Regions from separate parts of the Drosophila melanogaster genome. Here region 2 is linked to region 1. A link is a contact called in public Hi-C data. All regions are on one chromosome and are shown on one strand. The core of a region is the stretch at or near the end of the contact, and the rest is flanking DNA. Distances in the headings are between cores, read along the strand shown. Region 1 holds the start of Cf2 (Chorion factor 2). Region 2 holds the start of Nin (Ninein).

Evidence for each region. Hi-C and Micro-C count contacts between places; a contact is called where the count stands out from the background.
Region 2: a Hi-C map of the Kc167 cell line shows a contact between it and region 1, with 2.3 times the contacts expected there. The contact joins the promoter of Nin here to the promoter of Cf2 in region 1. A contact is called at or near these places in 2 of 107 Hi-C or Micro-C datasets (the Kc167 cell line and the Sg4 cell line).

Annotation. Positions count from the first base shown.
Region 1 is chr2L:4,879,585-4,886,348 of dm6, reverse strand. It overlaps Cf2 (Chorion factor 2), which reads left to right and starts at 3,242. Exons shown (of 4, transcript NM_175963.3): 1 at 3,242-3,484; 2 at 3,548-5,134; 3 at 5,877-5,971. The coding sequence starts at 3,957. It overlaps CG3008, which reads right to left and starts at 3,051. Exons shown (of 3, transcript NM_135027.4): 1 at 2,762-3,051; 2 at 2,010-2,703; 3 at 680-1,958. The coding sequence starts at 2,702. The coding sequence ends at 840.
Region 2 is chr2L:5,275,062-5,281,825 of dm6, reverse strand. Nin (Ninein) reads left to right here and starts at 3,278. Exons shown (of 7, transcript NM_164637.3): 1 at 3,278-3,892; 2 at 4,646-4,890; 3 at 5,095-5,314; 4 at 6,046-6,764. The coding sequence starts at 3,637. Bub1 (Bub1 kinase) reads right to left here and starts at 2,773. Exons shown (of 3, transcript NM_001298693.1): 1 at 1,555-2,773; 2 at 1-1,498. The coding sequence starts at 2,466.

The DNA.
Region 1 (6,764 bases), core at 1,993-4,492:
CTCTAACCTTAAAAATAGTATTCAAAGAAATGGGTCACAGAAATCTAGAACTGTTTGCAACTATTATTTAATCAAAACACAGACACAATTAAGCGAAATATATATTGTTTTTAAAGTTCCCTAATGATAAGGAAGAGTAAGCCAAAGCAGACTTTGAATCTCTAGCTATACTGAACGCAACAGAATCATTTACAATATACATATATGTATACGCACTGAACTGCTCGCAACTGGATTCTGACGTCACACTTGAACTACAATATTTTGCAAAGTCCAGTTTCGCAAACGCATCCAGACTATTCTCGGACAGATAGATGTACTAGTTCCGTCAGATCGACAACCCAGAATCGTGTGCACTGGGTATGGCATTTTTATACGTAATCATCTGATCGGAGATTCGATTGAACCGACAAATCTCCCAATTAATGGGGAAAACTGCGCACCAAATGAGTTCAATTGTCGGGTTAGCTGATTCGGAAGATGGGCGTGTGGCCATTGAAGCCTGACATTTGCATTAATCTTAATTGATTAATAACGATTCAAGATCAAAGCCATTAGGAGAAATATCCGTAACAACATGAGTGCAACAAATGCAAATTGGAGCGCACTACAAAAAAAAGAGTTGAAGGTTACCCAAAAAATATTTTAAATAAGTTCTAAAATACAAAGCAAAGGTTTCCATGGGTGGAAAAACAAAACAATTTATTCTTTTTTTCGAGGGATATTTTATAGTCAAGTTACTTGACTACAAGCATCATATCTTTTACTATGGAATCTCTGTGACCAAACTGTTAATATCAATTTAAAACTAAACTAAATGAGTCCACACTTTAGAAGTTTCAATGGTTGGCAGTTTTGTTAATCTTTTCCTTGTCGTCACTATCATTCTCATTGTCATCGGTCTCTTGATCCTTATCCGTGTCGGTTTTGTTATCGTTATTATCCTGCGCTTGCTGCAGAGCCTTTTGAGCAGCGCGATCTTGTTGTGATTTTTCCCAGGCCAGCTCAAAGGGATACTCCAAGGGTTTCAGTTCGTCGGGGCACTCCTCCTGATTCGGAGCAGTGGCTTGGCTAATGGAAGCGCCACGCGTGTGGATCTGCTCCAGCTGAGCGGCGGTGTGGACCTCTGAATTGAGACCCGTAATAAACTCGAACAACTGCTCCTTGGTGTAAATGTTGGGCAGGCCGCGTCGTTCAAAGAAGTTAACAATGTTGCCGCAATCCCTCATCAGGAACTCCAGGGCACTGGGATGCTTCGGTTCGACACTCTGGGCCACGTCAATAAACCAGCACTTGCCCTCGAACCAGAGTATGTTATATTCGCTCATATCGGCGTGCACCAGCTTCGCCTCATTGTACAACTTGTGCATCGCGGCCACAATCTCTTCGTAGGCGCAACTCAGCTCCGCGTCGCTCAGACGGGCATCCTTTAACTTGGGCGCAGCGTTATGATTGTCACCGATGAACCGCATTACCAGCACGTGCTTCTTCAGCACAACAACGTCTGGAACGTTTAGGCCAATGGCTTGCATCCTCATCAGATTATGCATCTCCTTCTCGGCCCACATATTGATAATCACTCGGTGGTTTTGTTTGCTAAAGCGATCCTTGAACCGATAGTCATCCTTGATGTATCTATCGCGCTGCTTGAACTCGTTGAGCGTGGTTTTAAAGATTTTAATGGCACACTCCCGGGGCAAAAGCTGCGGTGGAACGAGCACACCACTCTGGTGACCATGCTCGTTGCTGCCCGTATAGTTCGCATCGGAATTGGCGTGCAAGATGACCGCCTCCTTGCCCGTGGATATAATGCCGTTGATCTGCTCCAGTATTTGGTTATTGATCAGCTTGTACAGCAGCAAACGTGTACCCGCATCCAATCCCATCTCCGCGGTGGCCACTTTCTCGTGCTTGTCGGAGCGGCCTCGTCGAGAATGGGCTCGTAGTTGGTTAAACACCTGAAAGGTACGTTTAAGTCTTATTATCGCTTAAAACTGACCGCTTCTAACCTTATTGGAGAGCTTCATGTCGAAACCGGCAGCATCACCGGTGGGAAACTCCGGCGGAAAGGACATCACGCGCTGGGCATTACGCACGGCGCACAGCTGCGGATCGTGCTTTGTTATCATCTCGCCCTCCTTGTTAACTTTAAAGCCGCAGCGAGGTATGGAGTCAAGCTGCCGTTCATTGTCCTCGAACCGATCCCAGTCGTGCTTCTGTTGCTCCAATTCATCCTCTTCGTAGTCATCTTCCGCGGTGTCGTGCAAGAACTCTGCATCGCCATCACGTAGGAACTTATTGAGGGTAACAGTGACCTTGGATTGCTTGTTTTGCTGCCGCTCGATACGACGCAATTCCTCATTGTACTCGTGATCGAACTGGGACTGCAACAGCTGGGCAATAACTGCATCGCTGTCTTCCGGCAGCTGAATGTCCTCCGCTACGTTTCCTTCGTCATTGAGGAGCGCAGAGTAATCCTCCCAATCCTCCGCATCACTTTGGATACTCTGCGCATTGGGCGCTGGCGGGGATGAGGCTTGCGACCCCCAAACGGGTGCTATCTGTTCGTCCGGTCTTTTCAGCTTCTCCGTGTGGCGCTGCAGCTCCTTGTCGTGCAACTTGTGGGCATATTGCTCCGACATTATATCCGCCAGATTCACCTGCTGCACAGGCTCGCTGGTCTTAACCCATGGCGACGACATTCTGCACAATCGAAAGAGAGTCAATATAGATCACAATTTGGTGCTGTGATTCCACAAACCTATTGGAACTTGGCTTGAGAAGATCGAGTTCTATATCGGTGGTAATTGTGGCAGTTTACAAACAAGCCTCTGTCCAAATCCTGACCAACGGCGGGTTGCAGGTGGACTCTGATATGTCCGCGGTGGAGGACAAGTGACAGTTTTGGCACTATAGATGACCAATATAAGGGGAAGCCAATTGCAACCCTTGTTGCAATAATATTTCTATTGTATTTCTCCAAACAATCCTTTTTCCAATTGTTGTGAAATTATCAGCTTATGAAAGTATCGAGCTATCGCAGAACGATAGACCCGATAAATTTGGAAATAGAAGAACTCCTAATATCGAAAGCTTTGCTTACAATTTTTATAACGTTAAGTTAAAGTTATATTATACTTTAATTTGCATACTTAGAAAACGTTTTATTTGTCATATTTTAGGAAAAGGCAGAAAAATATATCGTTAGCAAGGGCGTTGCCACATCGTCAGTTCTAGAGCGACGTTGCCATCGTAGTTTCGATGCCAGTAATCGATACTTTTTGTTGTAGTTGTACATTTTTCGCCAAAAATAATAATAAAAGTGAAAAATTTTTTTTGTTAATATACGTTTATTTGTTGTACAAAGGAGAAAATGTTATTAAACTGATTGGCCGCCCCAGCATTTTCGTGACCCCCGCTCCAAATACAACAAAATCGAACGGCCGCCAGCAACAACAAGGTGCAGTAAATATTCAGTGCGCTGGTAAGAAAGATGGAAACAAAACGAGAGACCGAAAAAGCAATCAAAATAGAATTCCGAATTTAGAATATGACAGACTGAAAAAAATTTTCAATTCGAACGCATTGCCGCTGCTGCTGCCCGCTCCTCTTCTTCTTCATCTCCTCCTCCTTCTTCCTCTTCTTCGCCAGCCGCTGTGGGGGGACATTGGGGGTCAAATGCAGAAGATCGGGACTGAAGATTTCGTGAATTTGTGATTTCCGAATTCGTTCCTGCTAATTTGCGACTGCCAGACTCAAAGAACACACACACACATACACACCAGCACACACCCACACGCTTGCACATACATTCGCTTGTGGCCGCCTGTAATTATGATTTTTATTACTCCTGCAGCGCATATCGCCTTCTTTAACCGCCAATTGCTCCTGCTCCTGCCCACTAACCAAGTCAAACCAAAAGAAGCGATTACTCTCCAAGCGCCAGCGGAAGTGAAATGATAAAGTCCACCACGAATCCACAGGAACAGCGTCTGCCACGCCCCGAGGATCAGTCGCCAGCGCCGCCGCCGCCGCCCCCCTCCTCAGCCACCACCTCCACCGCCGCCCCAGCCACGCCCACGCACCAAGTGGCCACCGTGATAGCCAACATGGACACCCTGAAGACAGCCTTTCTGCCCAATCTCAGCATGGACCCCAATGTGCACGTGTCGCCGCACTATTGTCCCATGTGTCACCAGCAGTTTGAGCGACCGCAGCACGTCGCGGATCACATGCAGCTGTGCCACGGGATCACGCTGAACGCCCAGGGAGCCATTGCCACGCTGGACGGCGGTCATCCGCAGGCACAGCAGCACCCCAAGCTCAGCCACCCCTGCTTCAATTGTGATGAAAAGTTTGGCAACGCCGTCGATTTAGACGAACACCATCGGCTGGCCCATCAGACGCCCGCCTTCCTGTCCCGCTGCCTTATGTGCAGCATCTATGGCATCCACTCGGCCACCCAGCAGCCCAACGAGTACAAATGCACGCAGTGCGGCTCCATTTGCACCACCGCCATGCTGGCTGCCGGACAGCAGGGCTTTATGGAACAGCAGGAGGCGGCGGTGACGCCCGACGATCAGCTGCCGGCAATGGCGCCCCGTGATATGAGACTGACGCCCGAGGAGCAGCACCATCAGCAGCAACTGCAGGCGGAGCACCACCATCAGCAACAGCACCAACAACAACAACAGCAGCAGCAGCAGCAGCAGGAACTGCTGGAGCAGCAGCAGCGTGAAATGCAGGAGCAGGCGCAACAGCAGCAGGTGCACCATCACCAGCAGGATCAGGATCTCGCCGGCGACCAGGTGGCGCTGAAGGTGCCACCACTCACCGTCAAGCTAAACAAGAACGCCAACGGTGGCGCCATTGTGTCGCATCCGCAGGTCATTATCAAGGAGGAGCCACTCAGCCTGAGCGACAGTGGTGATGTTGTCAACTCTGTGCCTGTCTATGCCATACAAGCCAATCCCGGTGTACCCGCTCCGGCCAGTTCGGGTGTGCTAGTCGGCACACAAACGGTACCTGCCGATCTGGCGCACAAGATCCGGCACAAATGTCCGGATTGTCCAAAGACCTTCAAGACGCCCGGCACGCTGGCCATGCACCGCAAGATACACACAGGCGAAGCAGAGTAAATCCATTTTATATGCATCTTACGGACTGGGTATTCCGGCAATGATAGCTACTGGACAGCGACTTTAAAAGCTCTAGTCGAGTAACTGGCATTTGATGATCTTATAGATATTTTAATGATAGTAGTTAGTTTGTTAGTTAGTTAGAAGTGATGGGATATTGTCGTGCAAAGAAGAATTTATAAAATATTGATAGATATAGTATAGATCGCAGTGTAATCTCAACAAGATTAAGTGTCTTTGCATCCAGGAAAGCTTTCAGTTGCAATGCTTTAAGATAAGAATGCTTCCTAGCTCATTGCCGGATTACCTGTTATTCATTCCAAGGCATTGCCCGCTCTAGCTCAAAGGGGGGGATACCCACGTAGTTTTTTGTGGGTCTTCCTTTGCGACTGGGGCGGCGTGATCGCCGAACTAACCCCAATAATCTTACCACCTTGTATATATATATATATATATATTATTTTTGATTTCCTTCGGGCCAGCTGGGCGCATGGGCGCGCCCTCGAAGCTCTGGGACGAGGCCCATGCGTTCGTGTGTCGTTTGTTTTGCAACTTATTTTTAAATCGAGTGTTACTAATAATATAATTTAAATTTCTTTCTTTTCTCCCGCGCCCACTCTCTCTCTCTCTCTCTCTCTGTATCTTTTTCCTCTCCGTTTCTGCGCGGTATTTTGTGAATATGAATATAAATAATTGTTAACTCTCGAATCTCCACTCTCCGAACCGCAACTCCGACAGCGCCACGCCCAAAGAACGCCCCTACACGTGCTCCTACTGCGGCAAGTCCTTCACTCAATCGAATACACTAAAACAGCACACTCGCATACATACAGGTGAGAAACCATTTAGATGTGGCTATTGTGGCAGGGCGTTCACTGTTAAGGATTACCTGAACAAACATTTAACGACTCACACGGGTGAGAAGCAATATTTTTCAAATCAATTCAGTCAGTCAATCAGCTCTCAATCAACTCAACCAATCAATCGACTTTTCAATCAACCAATCAATCGATCAGTAAATTGTCACCTCAGCGTGATGAGCAAAAAAAAAAAAAACAGCAATACTCAAAAAAGAGAAACCTCTGTATGCAAGTCCATTTCCATTTGCCATACACAAACTCGCTCAATCTCTATCAATCAATCTCGATCAATCAGTACCAATATCAATCTCTCTCACCTCTGCCAGTCGTCCTGCCGAAGCTCGATCATCAGACTCGAGCCGCCGCAGCGGCTGCGCAGAAAACCACGCCCAAAAAAGGCGGCAAAAATCCCCAACCTAATGGCCAAGATTCAGATCTGGCCAGGATGTCACTTGCTAGATTATATTCTCCGTTAATTACAGTCTAAATAATCGAATTATAGTAATTAGTGAGAAATTGAGATGATTAATGTGAAATCAGTGTGCAATTAAATGAATAATATAACGTTTCGATTATGTGTGCTTCTATATTAAGATCTTTCATCTTGATTGCATTGCAAAAGCTTAATTTTAGATTATAATCAAGCGTCTAGTTCGAGTTTCTATTCGATTTCCAGCAAGTGACATTCGGGGCCTTGAATTTTTGCCGCCTTCGATTAGCGACAAATAACGAATCGTATGAGTCACAGTTTACATACCCTCACAGA
Region 2 (6,764 bases), core at 2,029-4,528, 400 kb before region 1:
GAGTGTTGGATATTTTTGGCAGTGGCGTTTGGACAATCTTGTAACTGGCATGGGCATCGTGATTACCCGGAAAATCTAGCTTGGCGAGAAAAGCGCGGCACAGTTCGCTGTTGAACGGATCGATGGCCTCCTTGTCCATGTGGCGGGCTATCGTTTCAACGGCCTTCGATAGCCGACGCTCCTGGGCCTCCGTGTCGTGCTGAGTGGCGAAGTACGAGTTCTCTTGAAATGTGGAGAAATCGGCCATGGTGCTAGTGCCATTATTGTTGTTGCTGGTGTTATTGTTGTTGTTGTGAATTTGTAAGGTCTTATTGACCGGATGGAGGATCTGCTGTTGCGATGTGTCGCGGAAGTTAAGTCTATCAACAGCCAAGGCCAGCGAGCTATTTGAGTTATCCAAAGCTGTGGCACTGGAGAACGAAAAGTTTGCATTGTCATTAAATGTGCCAGGTGCTCCGGCGAGCACACTACTCGAGGCCACATCAGCCACCGAGGATGCCGAGTTGCTGTTGCTGCAGAGATCCGGCTGGAACTTGCTGCGCTTAACTTTGGTGCGTGCCCTGCGATAGCCATTCGCCTCGCTCTTCGGCGTCGAGGTCTGGCCCAGCATGTAGGGATGGAAGTGGTGGTGGCTTCCGTTGCGTTGACGCTGGATGGGAATCGGAGAAGCAGGTGCCGGGTCCGGCGAAGGATGATGTACTGCCTGCGGAGGCTGATGGATTATTTGATGCTGCTCCTGCTGCTGCTGCTGTTGTTGCTGGTAAACATTCTCTATGGTATAGGCACTGTAGGTGCTGCTGGGCTCCTTCCTGAACTTGATCTTAATCGATCGATTTTCTTGCTCGAAAGTGGTTTGCGCACTGAACTGCACGCCATTTGTGTACGGTCCGCTATGCTCCTCTTCCTCTTCATCGTCTTCCTCCTCTTCATCAGAGTCATCTTCCTCGTTCTCTTCACCACCATCCTCCTCCTCTTCTCCCTCCTCGGCGTCATTGTCCTCATCTTCCTCACCTGTATTCTCCTGACCACTGCTGGTGTTCTGCCCGTAAAGAGCTCCATCCACAGCAGTCATATAGTAAGATTTCTCAGTTTCGTAGGAATCATAAAGAGTTTGCTGTTCTTGTTCTGGCGGCTCCGATGGCTTGGCTTTTTGATCCATTAACTGCTTAAACTTGCGGGCTAGTATCTCTTCGGGACTGTACTCGACGCCTGCTCCTGGTGGATATACCAACTGCTTGGCATAGTGGCACACGCGCGAGGGATCATCAGGCTCTTCAAGCGTTAGAGCCGGCTTCCATGTCTCATGGTTGTTGCGCCCGTAGGCGTGGAAATTGCGCGGCAAGCGTAGGCCAGCCACTTCATTTGTCACCGGAGGACTTTGTTGAGGAGGTGGATTGCCGTTGCCGTTTTGTTGCTGCTGCGGCTGCTGTGCGTGCAACTGCGGTACTGTAGTTTGTTGCGGCGGCAACTGTGACTGTTGGGCTGGTGCATAATGGGACTAAAACAAAAAAGGAGTATTTATCAAGTAGCTTTGATATTAAATTTAATGCTCACCTCTGCCACAGGAGCATAATGCGATTGTTGCTGGACTTGGGATGGTGGTATTGCTGTTGGGGACTGAGTTGCAGGATGTGGTTCATAGCGCGGCCGCTCCTGGTAGTGTGTCTGATAGGGGACCTGTTGTTCTGGCGGCAGTTGCTGTTGTGGCGCCGGCTGATGAGGCTGTGGGGCTTGATGTGCCTGCGCCTGCGGATGATATTGCTGATAGACATTCTGCTGATATGGCTGGGGACGGTGTTGATTATAGCTCTGTGGCATCTGCTGCTGTGCATAGTTCGTGAGTTGCTGCAGTGCATCCTGCGGGGGATGTTGCTGGTGCTGCTGTTGTTGCTGTTGTTGCTGCTGTTGCCGCTGGTAAAAAAGAGACCTGGCATAGGCGAACTTGGTGTGGGCGTGCTGCAGCTCGGAAGTGCTCTGCGCCTTCTCCTGGAAGGCCAAGTTAAACACCGCCTCCGCATCCTTATACTCCTCGCGAGACTCGTAATAGGCAGCCCATCCAATGTAGAAGGCGGCCACCTGGCGACCAGTTCCTCGCTGAAAAAGCACCTGGTAGAAATGGAGTGGATCCGTTTGCATGGCTATGTACTTCAGCCACAGCCGCACCAAACGGACATCCTGGCGATAGTAGTCATTGTGCTCATACACCGTCAGGCAGCGCTCCAGAGTTTCGCGGTACTTTAGCTCCGGATCGCTTTGCGCGTGATTCTCGTACCAGCAGATGTAGTTGTACCAATGATCGAGTGGATCAGGACCCTGGTACAGGGATATGGCGTGCTCCCAAGCCTGCTTGTCGTTCAGGAAGCCGTGCATCTCGTCCGGGCTGGCCAGCGGCGGTGCTCCAGCTGCGACTGCTCCTGCTCCTCCTCCGGAACCCGATCCCTGGCGCATGTACGAGTGCATGGCCATCTCGGCCGGACGCGGAATCCTCTGATCCCGCTGCGCCGTAATGCAAACAAATGAATGCGAGACTGTGGTTTCTACGGGTCACCACCAAAAAGTCTCGGATTGCGGAATGTAGTGCCCCTTGCCGATTGGACTGGTTAGGGTCCACTAACTCAGTTAATCCCTCGGCGTCTTCGGCTGTCACTGGTGGCACATACACATGATTTTCAGTTGGATTTTTCAACAGTTTGCAATGCTCAAAGATATTTTGTATTTTTTCTTGCTTTTCAGCTTGCAAATGGAATTTATTAGTGCTGCCAAACAATCGATAGAACCATTGGCTGTCACTGTTGACGATGGCTATGCACAAGGTTATCGATAGTGCGATAGAAACGTGTTGTTGGGAATTTTTAAACAAAAGCAATTTTTTGTACAACTTTACTTTTTATTTATTTATTTGTTGCCAAAGTTCAATTTTATTAATAAAACTATAGGGTTCTTTGTTTTAAATTATTGTAGTTTGAATGACGCACAATATATGTGTGTGTGCTATGAAGCACTTCCTATTTGATATACTTTTTGTATAATTATAATCTATTATTGGAAAACAACATGTTAATCGGATGATTTCAATTTATGTCAAGTTTTCTACTTTAATAAGGGGTCTGGTTGGAGCTGAAGCTTTCCAAGTAAAGTTAGCGATTTATTATATGGCATTACGTTCTCCCTTGTTATCTATTTATTTTGTAATATAAATATTCAAATCCTAAACGATAGTTGTATAACGATAGGAACAATGGTCCACGATAGTGCCACCTCCGATGCAAGTTTGCTTAATGCCCTCCAGAGCGCGCCACCGTGCTCGCTATTACTGCATTATTGTTTTTTATCAACTCGCTAGAAATTACGCTATTCCCAAAAAAACCGCAAACCCGCGAGTGTTTATGTTGCGTTCCGAAGTGCATATCATAGATTAGTAGTATTAGTAACCCCTCAAACAGCCTGCTGTCCAAAAAACACGCGTGATTCCCCCGCCACCCACGCACATAGACCCCGATATTTCACTTTTCTTGTTTTCGACCCCTGACTGCGTTTGTGGATTTTCCCCCCAAGAAAAAAAAAGCGAAGTGAAAACGCAATTGAGCAGCCGATCGATTGGAACGGCAGCAAACTGAATTCCCCGGGTTACGGATAATGGAGGTATCCGCCGATCCGTACGAGCAGAAGCTCTACCAAATGTTCCGCAGCTGCGAGACGCAGTGTGGACTTCTGGACGAGAAGTCCCTGCTGAAGCTCTGCTCACTGCTGGAGCTCCGGGATCAGGGATCCGCACTGATCGCCAGCCTGGGCGGCAGCCATCAGCTGGGCGTGTCCTTTGGCCAGTTCAAGGAGGCGCTACTCAACTTCCTGGGCTCCGAGTTCGATGGTAATACGTCATCGGGTTTCATTGGTGAGATAGCACAAAGAATCGATCACGCTATAGATTAACTTATATAGTATAAAGATAATATTTGCTATAAGCTAACGCGACAGGTTCGCATAAAACAACATACGTTTTATCTGTAATTGCGCTTTAATTACCCATCAAGCAACATCAGATAATTACGGAATGTTTGCCAGCCACTTATTAGAGATAGTAATTCAATTTTGACACGGATTTGGAACCGTGTGGGTTTCCCTATTAATAAAACACTGATCTAATGAACACATTTCTAGCAGTCTATAGATGAACAAAGCCATTACTTAATACTCAAAGAAGTGCTACCATCTACGTGCTAATTTGCAAGGATTATGCACATTTACTTCAAACCTCCGCTTATCTGATTTGGAAACTTCTGGGCAAATTTAGGACACCTTAGGGTACGAATATCATAATCAGCACGCGGATTAGCACGGCGGCAGCTGGCGATCATAAAATCATAGATGCAATTGACACTTTTTTACGACTCCCAACTGTTCTCGACTACCTGATCCTGCATGATCCTTATCAGGTAGATGGTTACAATGTCCTGTATAAATACGCGACACATTCACCTGGGCAGTTTAGTCTAAATCAAAATGGGAACACGATTGTATTACCGCCGATCCGGCGGTCAGTTAACAGATCCGATAATTGAGAAGCTAGCCGCTCGTTTTGGTAGCCACCTAAGATCCATACAACTCTTCCAGTTCTCTGCTAACTTATATCTATTGAATCTTCCAGAGCGTTCACTGGTGATTACGGATGAGCCGCTAAACAACACATACATCGAGAGTCCGCCGGAGTCTTCCGATCGCGAGGTTTCACCCAAACTCGTCGTGGGCACCAAGAAATACGGTCGCCGGTCTAGGCCACAGCAGGGAATCTACGAGTTATCCGTCACGGACTCGGACAATACGGACGAGGACCAGTTGCAGCAGCAGCAAAATCAGCGAAGCCTCAACGGATGCGATGAGCTGGGAGTTCAGGTGAGTGTCGTTTGTCAAGTCACGTACGAAGTGGCGATACAACTTCTGGTTATGTATGCAAAATTGCATAGTAAACAGATTTTGTTTAATCGTTATTATTGCTGATACAGTAGAGCATGCCTAAGTAGCACTACCAAAGCAAACAAATTATCTTAAATATACATCATGATCATCATAAGCATCTTATTTTTCCAAACCACACAGGTGCAACGTTCCTCGTCCCAGAGCGATCTTCCTGGCAGCCGGCGTCTGCGGTCCGTCCACACCAGCGGGAGCAAACTGAAGCGTTGTGCTTCACTGCCAGCACGCCGGAAGATGAACAGCAACACCACGGGAGCCACTACATCACCGACGGCAGCGGCCAAGTTGAAACAGCTTTCCATCCAGAGCCAGGCGCAGCACAGCAGCAGCGTGGAATCACTGGGTAAGTTTCCTCTGGCCAGACCAGCTTTGGCTAGCCGATCCCCCTTGTCCCTGCCACCCTCTGTTGTTGTTAGCCCAAAATGCCAAAATTACGTTTGAAGCAATGTTAAAAGCAAAACACTTGTTTGTCGGTACACACCGTAGGCCATCGCCTGGCCACCAATCCCGCACCGTCGTCCGAGCACTGGAGATGCTACCACGGCGGCCGTTGGTCATGCTGCAAAGGTTTGTGCGCTCTGAAGCAATTGTCAACACCCTCACACCCACCGAATCCCCAACCCAGTCATTCGGTATCTAATCGCACCCTATGTAGCCGCACATTTGATTCGTTCTATTTACTCGTATAATCACATATCCTACATTTTCAACCCTTAGTAATGCTGTAATGCATTGACAATCAATTTAATTAAGGATTTCATATAAATCAATTTCAGTTAGAAAGGATATTTACTTATAATTTGTTCTATTTTCTTGATTTATTAGTTTCTACCTCTTAAAATAACACGCCAAAAATTTCTCATTTCGAAAAGCCATTTGATATAGAGAAATAACAAACTTTCGGCGCTTTTGCTTACACCATCGACACACACACACACCCTTCCCCACTCCCAATCCCAATCCAATCCCACACCCACCTGGTATCTTGGGCTATATGTATAATAAATGTGTATATACAACAGCGAAGCCAATCTCATTCGTCCCACGCTAATTGTTAATTGCCATGATTTACAGACACCGTGACGCCGCAGCAATTGGAGACGATCTCAGTGCATAGCATTATGGAAGCCTGGGAGCTGGCCAGCATTCCCAACACTCGCAACCTACTTCACGTCCTGGGATTCGATGAGGAGGAGGAGGTGAACCTGCAGCAGCTAACTAAGGCATTGGAGGAGGAGCTGCGGGGCATCGATGGGGATCACGAGCAATCGAATATGTTGCGCGCTCTGGCTGCTCTGCAGGCCACCGAGTTGGGCAACTACAGACTTGCCTATAGGCAGCAGCATGAGGAGAACCTCAAGCTGAGGGCCGATAATAAGGCGGCCAACCAAAGGGTGGCTTTGCTTGCCGTGGAAGTGGATGAGCGGCATGCGTCGCTGGAGGATAACTCCAAGAAGCAGGTGCAGCAGCTGGAGCAAAGACACGCCAGCATGGTGCGTGAAATAACGCTGCGGATGACTAATGACCGCGATCACTGGACCAGCATGACGGGAAAGCTGGAGGCACAGCTTAAATCGCTTGAGCAGGAGGAGATCCGTCTGAGAACGGAACTTGAACTGGTGCGCACTGAGAACACGGAGCTTGAGTCGGAGCAGCAAAAGGCTCACATCCAAATCACAGAGCTTCTCGAACAGAACATTAAGCTCAACCAGGAACTGGCCCAAACGTCGAGCAGCATTGGTGGCACCCCGGAGCACAGTCCATTGCGACCGAGAAGGCATAGCGAGGACAAG